Regions from separate parts of the Triticum aestivum genome. Here region 1 is linked to region 2. Evidence: chromatin contacts called from public Hi-C data. All regions are on one chromosome and are shown on one strand. Each heading gives the region's core, a stretch centred on a gene start, on an enhancer-like site or on the middle of the called end of the contact. The rest is flanking DNA. Distances are from core to core; before and after follow the strand shown. Region 1 holds the start of LOC123115921 (ribonuclease H2 subunit A). Region 2 has its middle 11 kb from the start of LOC123111135.

Region 1 (4,022 bases), core at 479-2,978, 640 kb before region 2:
AATTCAATGAGCTTTTTTCATAATCGATGAACTTTTTTCAAATCTGGCGAACTTTTTTTCAACTTTGATGAACTTTTTTTTGAATCTGATGAACTTTTTCCCAAATTCGATGAATTTTTTCTCAAATCCGATGAACCTTTTTTCAAAATCGATGATTTTTTTTCATATTCGGTGAACTTTATAAAATTTGATGAACTTTTTTTCGTATTTGACGATTTTTTTTCAAAAATGATGAACTTTTTTTCGAATTCGATGAACTTTTTCCTAAGAACCAGAGTATGTACTGTAGAAAACCGGTTGTTTTTTTGTCTAAGAGAAATCATGACATAATGTAGCAATTTTGGGGAAGAGAAAAAAAAACAAGCGATCGAGTGTGCTGCGTGAACCAGCGATCGATCGAGGGACCTCCTATTGGACGCTCTCTGTGTCAAGTTGTTGCGGTTTCGCACAGGAGCGTCCCCGACTGGGCCGGCCCATGAAGATGGCGATCGACACGAATGAGCATTGCTCAAAAAATAATTCGATGGCGGGGATTCGAACACACGATAGAGTGATCCAGACGATGTGTTCCTACCAGCTGACCTGGTACTCAAATGTGCTCATAACTTAGCATCAGACTTAAAGAACCAGACACGCTTTACAGATCCGAATTACTTTAGGAATTTCGAAAGTAATTTCATTTTTCAAAAAACGGAATGTTCTGTGAAACACAATCACTTTCCAAAATTTGTGAACAATTTTCCAAAAAACTATAACATTTTCTAAAAAGCAGGGACTTTTTTTGAAATCATGAACAATTTTTTCTAAACACTAAAATTTTCTGAAATTATGAACGCAATTTTTACAAAAATTCAGAAAAGATGAACATTTTTTTACTATGTGAACAAAATTGAAAAGGCTGGAACATTTTTTGAAATTACAGAACATTTTCAAATTTATGAAAACAATATTTAGAAATGAGAACATTTTTTTCAAATTCCTCAAACATATTTTAAGTTTGCGAACAAATTTTCAAAAACATAATTTGTTTTCAAAATAGTGAACACATTTCGAAAGTCAGAACATTTTTTGAAAATTACGAATTAAAAACGAAAACCAAAAAAGGAAAAATACGAACATTTTTTAAAAAAGGAACATTTTTTAAATCTCAGAACATTTTGTTTAAAATGCAAACATTTTTTGAATTTATGAACAATTTTGGAAAACACGACCATTTTTGAAAAAATGAACGTTTTTAAAAGTGGGAACAATTTTTTTAAGTTTACGAACAATTGTTGAAACATAAACTTTTTCAAAAAAAATGAAAAATAAAAAAGAAAGGAAAAAATGAAACAGAAAAGGAAAAGAAAAAGAGAAAATAAAGTAGAAAAATAAACAGAAAGACGTAAAAAAAGAAAACTAAAAACCAAAAAAGGAAAAAACCGGTTCAGGGAATCTTCTAGAAGCTTCCCAAAACCAGAAAAAAACGGCTGGGAAACTCTGGAAGATTCCCAAAACCGGAAACGCGAATACTGTAAATGGGCCGGCCCAGTTCACGGTTCGATCGCCAGCTCTTATGCGAAGCCTCGACAGCTTGACGCAGAGAGCGTCAAATAGGATATTCCATCTATCGATGGAGTGGGCGGCTAGCGAGCGGGAGCCAGCGCGCGTTGCTGGGCCAAGCCCATGCAAGCGACGCAGCGGGCGCTGGGTTCGCTAGCGGGCGCTGAAGGCGCTGGCGAGGAGCTCTCCGTTTTCGCGGCACCAGGTAGGTCTCCCCGCGCGCAGCTGCGACTGAAATTTCACTCATCAAAAAAGAAAAGGAAAAACTGCGACTGAGATGGCGGCGGCGGCGGCCACGGCGACAGCGGCGGCAACGCCGGAGTGGGCCACCAAAGAGCCTTGCCTCATGGGCATCGACGAGGCTGGACGCGGCCCTGTTCTTGGTAAACCACCTCTTCTCCGTCTTGCTGTTGATTTTAGCTTTCGGTTTGGCGAATTGGGCCATGCATATGCATTCGGTTCTTGTAGATCTGCTGCAAGATACTGTTAATTATACGCTGATAACCCGTTTCCGCTGAAAGGTAGAATCTTGCTCGCAATTTTATCTGATTTGCGCGCATCCCCAATGAAATATCCGGAGCAGAACTCGGATTTGCGAATGGATTAAGCAGAAATATTAGATGTGTTCTTTCCGAAAAGAATCATAACTTCGTGTTTATCGCTCCCGCAGGTCCCATGGTGTATGGCTGCATGTATTGCGCGCGCTCCTACCATGACACTCTTGCCACCCTCAGTTTTGCAGGTCTCACTCATGCCCTTTTCTTGTATTTCATAAATTTAGTAGTCTGCTTGACTGCTGTGCTTGTGGGAATGCCTGGATTGCTTAACTCCTTAATTAGTTTAGGTTGCTGTGACATACTCCCTCCATTCACAAATACGGAGTATAAGATGTTTTGGATATTTCAATGTGGACTACATACAGATTGAAATGAGTGAACAAACACACTAAAACGTGTCATATATACATCCGATTCAGAAAAAGGTTAGAACATCTTATATTTGTGAACGGAGTGATAGCATTTTACTTTAATAAACAAATTACTTGCATCCTGCACCAAGAGGCAAATTTGGAAACTGGATCACATTATCATTTAAAGACCAAGTCTTGTATTAAGTTACCACACTCAGTACTTTGGTTGATTTGGGAGGAAAGAAACAAGCATAGTTTCTTAAAACTTGATACTGTGTGCATGAACCTGAGCCCTTGAGTTTATGGACAGAAGAAAGAACGCCTACTGTACAGACATCTCGTCTTTTTCAGTAGAACCTGATTCATTGTTGCTATTCCCTCAAGTCTCCATAGTTCACTTTTCTTTTCACCCCCCCCCCCCCCCCCCCCCCCCGCTGGCCCGCCCACTCTCCTCCCCACCATTATAAGATGTTTTGGATATTTCAATATGGAGACTACATACGGACTGAAATGAGCGAACAAACACACTAAAATGTGTGTACATACATCTGATTTAGAAAAAGTTAGAACATCTTATAATAGTGAACGGAGGGAGTTCATAATTGCTTCTGTGTACTTCTTATCTGAGTAAAACATCAAACAGTAGTTTTAGTTTAAAAAACCAGCTTCTGTCATTTGAGAGCTCCCATATCTATTTCTTTGCACCGTGCATGAATTTCAACTTTAGGGTCGACAATTCTTTAATTTATTCACTGTGCAGCCAATTGTTGCACGATCCTGTCGATCCAACCACGCATGTGTATGACGAAGTGGAGCACATCCACAGGATCAAGTATTGCCAACGGTCGTGCACTAAGTATCGTGTGCAAAGCAGTTCCGCTCGCAGTTTTACCATGTTCAATATTATGTCCCAATTGTCAAGTCCTCGAGTAGCATGGTAATGCTGCTTTCCATGGGTACTGGATTCGCTGAAGTGGAAGAATTAAATTATTACCTTCGTCCTGAATTAGTTGACTCAGATTTGTCTAGATACGGATGTATCTAACACTAGATACATCCGTATCTAGACAAATTTGAGTCAATTAATTTGGGACGGAGGGAGTAGTAGTTAACAAGTTATGAAATCGCCCAGACTCTTCAGCAGTTTCGTTGCTGATTTACCAGCGAACTTGGTTAGCTTATCGTTCTTCTATTCTTCAACAGATTCGAAGACCTTGAAGGAGGAGCAAAGGGAGGAGCTGTTTGAAAGTCTGAAGATGAATAGCTCCATCGGGTGGGAGGTTGATGTCATATGCTCAAAAGTGTTATCTGCCAAAATGTTAAAAAGGTATGCTTCAGTACACTATGAACTTCAAATCTCGACCTTCTTCAGTAGATTAAAAGTCTTCTTGATTTTCAGGACAAAAATTAATCTCAATGAAATATCCCACAACTCTGCAATGGGCCTTGTTAGAAAAGCTATTGATAATGGAGTTCTACTAACAGAGGTAAGTTATTTTGTTCTTGAAATGGTATTCATGTACACAGATAACCTTTCTAAATGGAAATGCTCAAAACAAAGTTTGAATAA
Region 2 (3,820 bases), core at 434-2,933:
CTGCCCACCGTCGGATCGCTTTGCCCAGGGCCGTTGGATCACGCCCTTCTATCACCCCCTTCCTCTGCACGAACGACAATGGCACCCTTCATCCCCGCGGCGCCATGGACGCTTCGAGGCCGCCGGTCGCCGTCCTCGTCGCCGGTCTCCGTCCTCGTCGCCGGCTCGCGGCCCTCGCCCCAGTCGCCGTCCTCGCCCCTGCTTGCCGATCTCCGTCCTTGTTGCCGCCAGGTCGCCGTCCTCGCCCCCGCTTGCCGATCTCCGTCCTTGTTGCCGCCCGGTCGGCGTCCTCGCCCCCGGTCGGCGTCCTCATCGCCCCCGGTCGCTGGTCGCCGTTCTCGTCGCCCCCGGTCGCTGGTCGCCGTTCTCGTCGCCATCGGTCGTTCGCCTGGCTCCCCCGGTTGAAACTTTTTTGTCATTACCGCTTGAAGCTTTTTCTCCTAGCGGTTGAAGCTTTTTCATTGTCGTTTGAAGCTTTTTCCACCATTGAATCTTTTTCCCGCGGTGGAAGATTTTTCCTCATGCCACTCTTGAAACTTTTCCTCTAGCTGGATAAAGCTTTTCCACAAACGGTTGAAGCATTTTCTTCCTGGGTGGAAGCTAGACACTTGACTAGTTTCAGCAAAAAACGATGCCGTCTGTAGCAAAAAACGATGCCGGATGTAGCAAAATCTGTTGGTCCAGCAAAAAACGGATGTCGTTGTAGCAAAAGCCCCGCTAGATGCAGCTCCGCTGCATGTCACCGCTTGTTGTAGCATTTGTCACCGCATATGTTGTAGCAAAACGCGTCACTGGTTGAAGCTTTTTTGCTTGCTGGTTCCAGCTTTTTCAGGCGCGTGGTCACCACGATCACCACCCGTCGTAGCAAAAAATTCTATAGGTTGTAGCACTTTGGATCGCCGGTCGTATTTTGGTGCCGGTTGTAGCACCTTGGCTCGCTGGTTCTAGCAAAAATGGTTGCTGGTTCGCACGCCGCGCCTCCCTTATAGCTTTTTTTGCCACCCGTTGTAGCCCGCTCGCCGCAGGTTCCAGCTTCCTCAGTTGCCGGTTGCAGCACGCCACCGACAGAGGAAGACGACGGGGTATGGGGTCGCAGCTCGCCGCCGTGGTGGTTCCAGCACAGCGGCCCACCGGTCCAGCACCACCACCCCATGTTGCAGCATCATGTGTTGCCGTCGCGCGTGGTCGCATCTCGCCGTCCTGCTGGTTGGGCAAGGCCACTGGGTCACAACAGAGGGGAATAGGGGGAGCAGTTTCCCAATCTAAAGCTTGCAGCGGTGGTGGTGCAGCAGCCCTGCGGTGCGCTTGGACATGAGCAGGAGCACAGCACCCCGGTGGAATCTGAGGAGAAAAGACGAGAGACATGGGAAGCGGCGAGCTCAGGCTAGAAGAAATAAGAAGAAACAAGTGGACAGGCAGCTAAGCGGTGTAGATAAGGAACGCCCAAAGCGGTGCGCGCGGAGCCCACAACAGCGTGACGTGGCACAAATCGGTGGCGTTAAATCATGAGGGATCGAGCGATCGGCGCGTCGCTTCAGCCGGTCCGCCGGCACGCAACGATTCCCATTCCATATTTACCGCTCGTTGCGTCAAATTGTCAACGCAACGCATAGGCACGAGAGCTCATATAGGGCGCTTTAGGCGCCGCTTCAGCTTCGTGGCGCCCGTGCGCCCCCGCTCGTGGGCTGGCCCAAGCGCTCGACAAATGGTTCCCTTCGCTCGATTGCGTTACCTTCACTCGATCACGTTTCCTTCCCTCGATCGTGTTCACTTTGCGCGGTTGACCAGCTGACTGTCAACCGTTGACATAAGAAAAAAACACGAGTTTTTTTTTTGAGAAATGTGAGTTAAAAAATGTTCAAAGGTTTTAAAAAAAGTTCAAAAACTAAGAGCAAAAGAAATCCAATATTTTGAACGAAATCATCAAATATTAGAAAAATCTCACAAAATTGAAAAAACAGTTCATCCATTTAGAAAAAGTTCATGGAATTTTTAAAAACCAAATCATCAAATTCGAAAAAGGTTCATCAAATTTGGAAAAAGTTTATCGATTTTGAAAAAAAGTTCATCTCACCAATTTTGAAAAAAAATCATTGAATTCGAAAATTTTCATCAAATTTGAAAAAAAAAATCCATGAACTTTGAGAAAAGTTCATCGAAATGGAAATAAAGTTCATCAATTGAAAAAAGTTCACGGAATAGAAGAAAGGTTCACCGAATTTTAAGATACAATAAAAAAGGAAAAAAATAGAAAAATGAAAAAAAACGAACTGGGATATAAGAGAAAAAGAAGCTGTTATGCACGAAGTGAACGATGTCCGTAGTGGTTAGCGCTCAGTTAGGAACGTAGACGTCTACGGGCGCCGTTTAGGAATCGCGCGCATAGGCGTACGGAATTCGAGTAGATGCACGCAGCTAACGATCCGATCTGGCCCGACCCATTTAAACAGCCAGTCGCTCTCGGTTTTAGGTTTGGGACTTTTCTAAAATTTCCTGAACAAGTTTTTCTGCTTTACTTCTTTATTGTTTTTTATTTCCTTTTTTCCTTTTTCTTTTCCGTTTCATTTTTTCTTTTTTCTTTTTCTGTTTCTTTTCTGCTTTATTTTTTATTATTTATTTATTTATTAACATTTCGTCTTCCTTTTCTTTTTTATTTCTCAAGTCCATTTATTTTCAAACTTGAACAAAAATTTCAATTTTTCTTTGGAATTCCAAATATGTTCTCGTCTTCAAAATTTGTTCGCAAAATTCAAAAAAGTTTGCGAATTTCACAAAATGTTCCTGGTTTCAATTTTTTCACAATTTAAAAAATTGTTCCTGTCCACAAAATTTGTTCACAATTGTAAAAAATGTTCAGGAATTTGAAAAGATGTTCGCCATCCAAAATTTTCTTCACGCATTTAAGTTTTTTTCCTGTTCACAAAATTTGTTGACAATTTATAAAACAATGCTCTGTTTTTTCAAAATTTATAGAAAAATTCAAAAAATGTTCAGAGAGTTTCCAATAATGTTTGCACCTTTAAAACTTAAAAATGTTCCTGTTGGCAAAATAAAAAATGTCTCGGAAATTCATTATTTTGTGGTTCCAAATTTTGTTCATCTTTGGGAAAAATGTTTGAAAATTCAAAAAATGTTGGTTTTTAAAAAATCGTATCTTTTCAAAAATTTCTTCCGTTTTGACATTCTGAACAATATCTAAAATACATGAAATCTTTTCAAAAATTCCTGTACAATTTTATGAAAATCTGAATAGGTTTTGATTTATGAATAGAAGTTGAAAATGACATAACTTTTCTAAAGCGATAACATTTGTTTGAAAAATAAAAAGAAACTGTTGGAGATATAACTAGTGGACATGATCCGCCCAGGAGGGGCCGGGTCATACCACAGGCGGCTTAAGATGAGAAGGCCCAAGAGGATGATGAAGATGGCGGTCCATAGAGCAAGCTTATCGAAAGCCCAAGATCCGGAGGTGACTTGAGGCCCATGGGTACGAACCGCCATATGTTAACTTGTATTGTAAGACAAGCTTAGTTGGTCACCGAGCCGGACACGTTGTGTATGAGCTAGCCGGGACTTTGTAAGCCACCGGGCATCAACCTATGTATATAAAGGGGTGACCCGACGACGGGTTAACTTAAGTAACAATCAATCAAGAGCTAGATCAAGCGTATTCGCTCCCTGATAATCGAAACCCAAGCAATACAGCCTAAAGCAGGAGTAGGCTTTTACCTCGTTGAGAGGGGCCGAATCTAGGTAAACTCTCTGTGTCATTTGTCCCGTTAACCCCTTCAAGCTAACTACGTCGCGATGGCTCCAC

The links. A called contact is a pair of places that touch in the nucleus more often than the background predicts.
Region 1: a contact with region 2 is called in a Hi-C map of leaf, with 6 times the contacts expected there. The contact joins the promoter of LOC123115921 here to the enhancer-like site in region 2. A contact is called at or near these places in 2 of 5 Hi-C or Micro-C datasets (both in leaf).

Annotation. Positions count from the first base shown.
Region 1 is chr5B:234,084,222-234,088,243 of IWGSC CS RefSeq v2.1, reverse strand. LOC123115921 (ribonuclease H2 subunit A) reads left to right here and starts at 1,728. Exons shown (of 8, transcript XM_044536962.1): 1 at 1,728-1,925; 2 at 2,213-2,284; 3 at 3,656-3,779; 4 at 3,852-3,939. The coding sequence starts at 1,820.
Region 2 is chr5B:233,439,789-233,443,608 of IWGSC CS RefSeq v2.1, reverse strand. No RefSeq gene overlaps it. Among protein-coding and RNA genes, the nearest start is that of LOC123111135, 11 kb to the left of the region's middle. Within about 2 kb of position 1,683, at least 2 of the 8 cell types and tissues checked have an H3K27ac peak or open chromatin away from gene starts, as enhancers often do. A contact at or near this core is called in leaf, where this site is marked.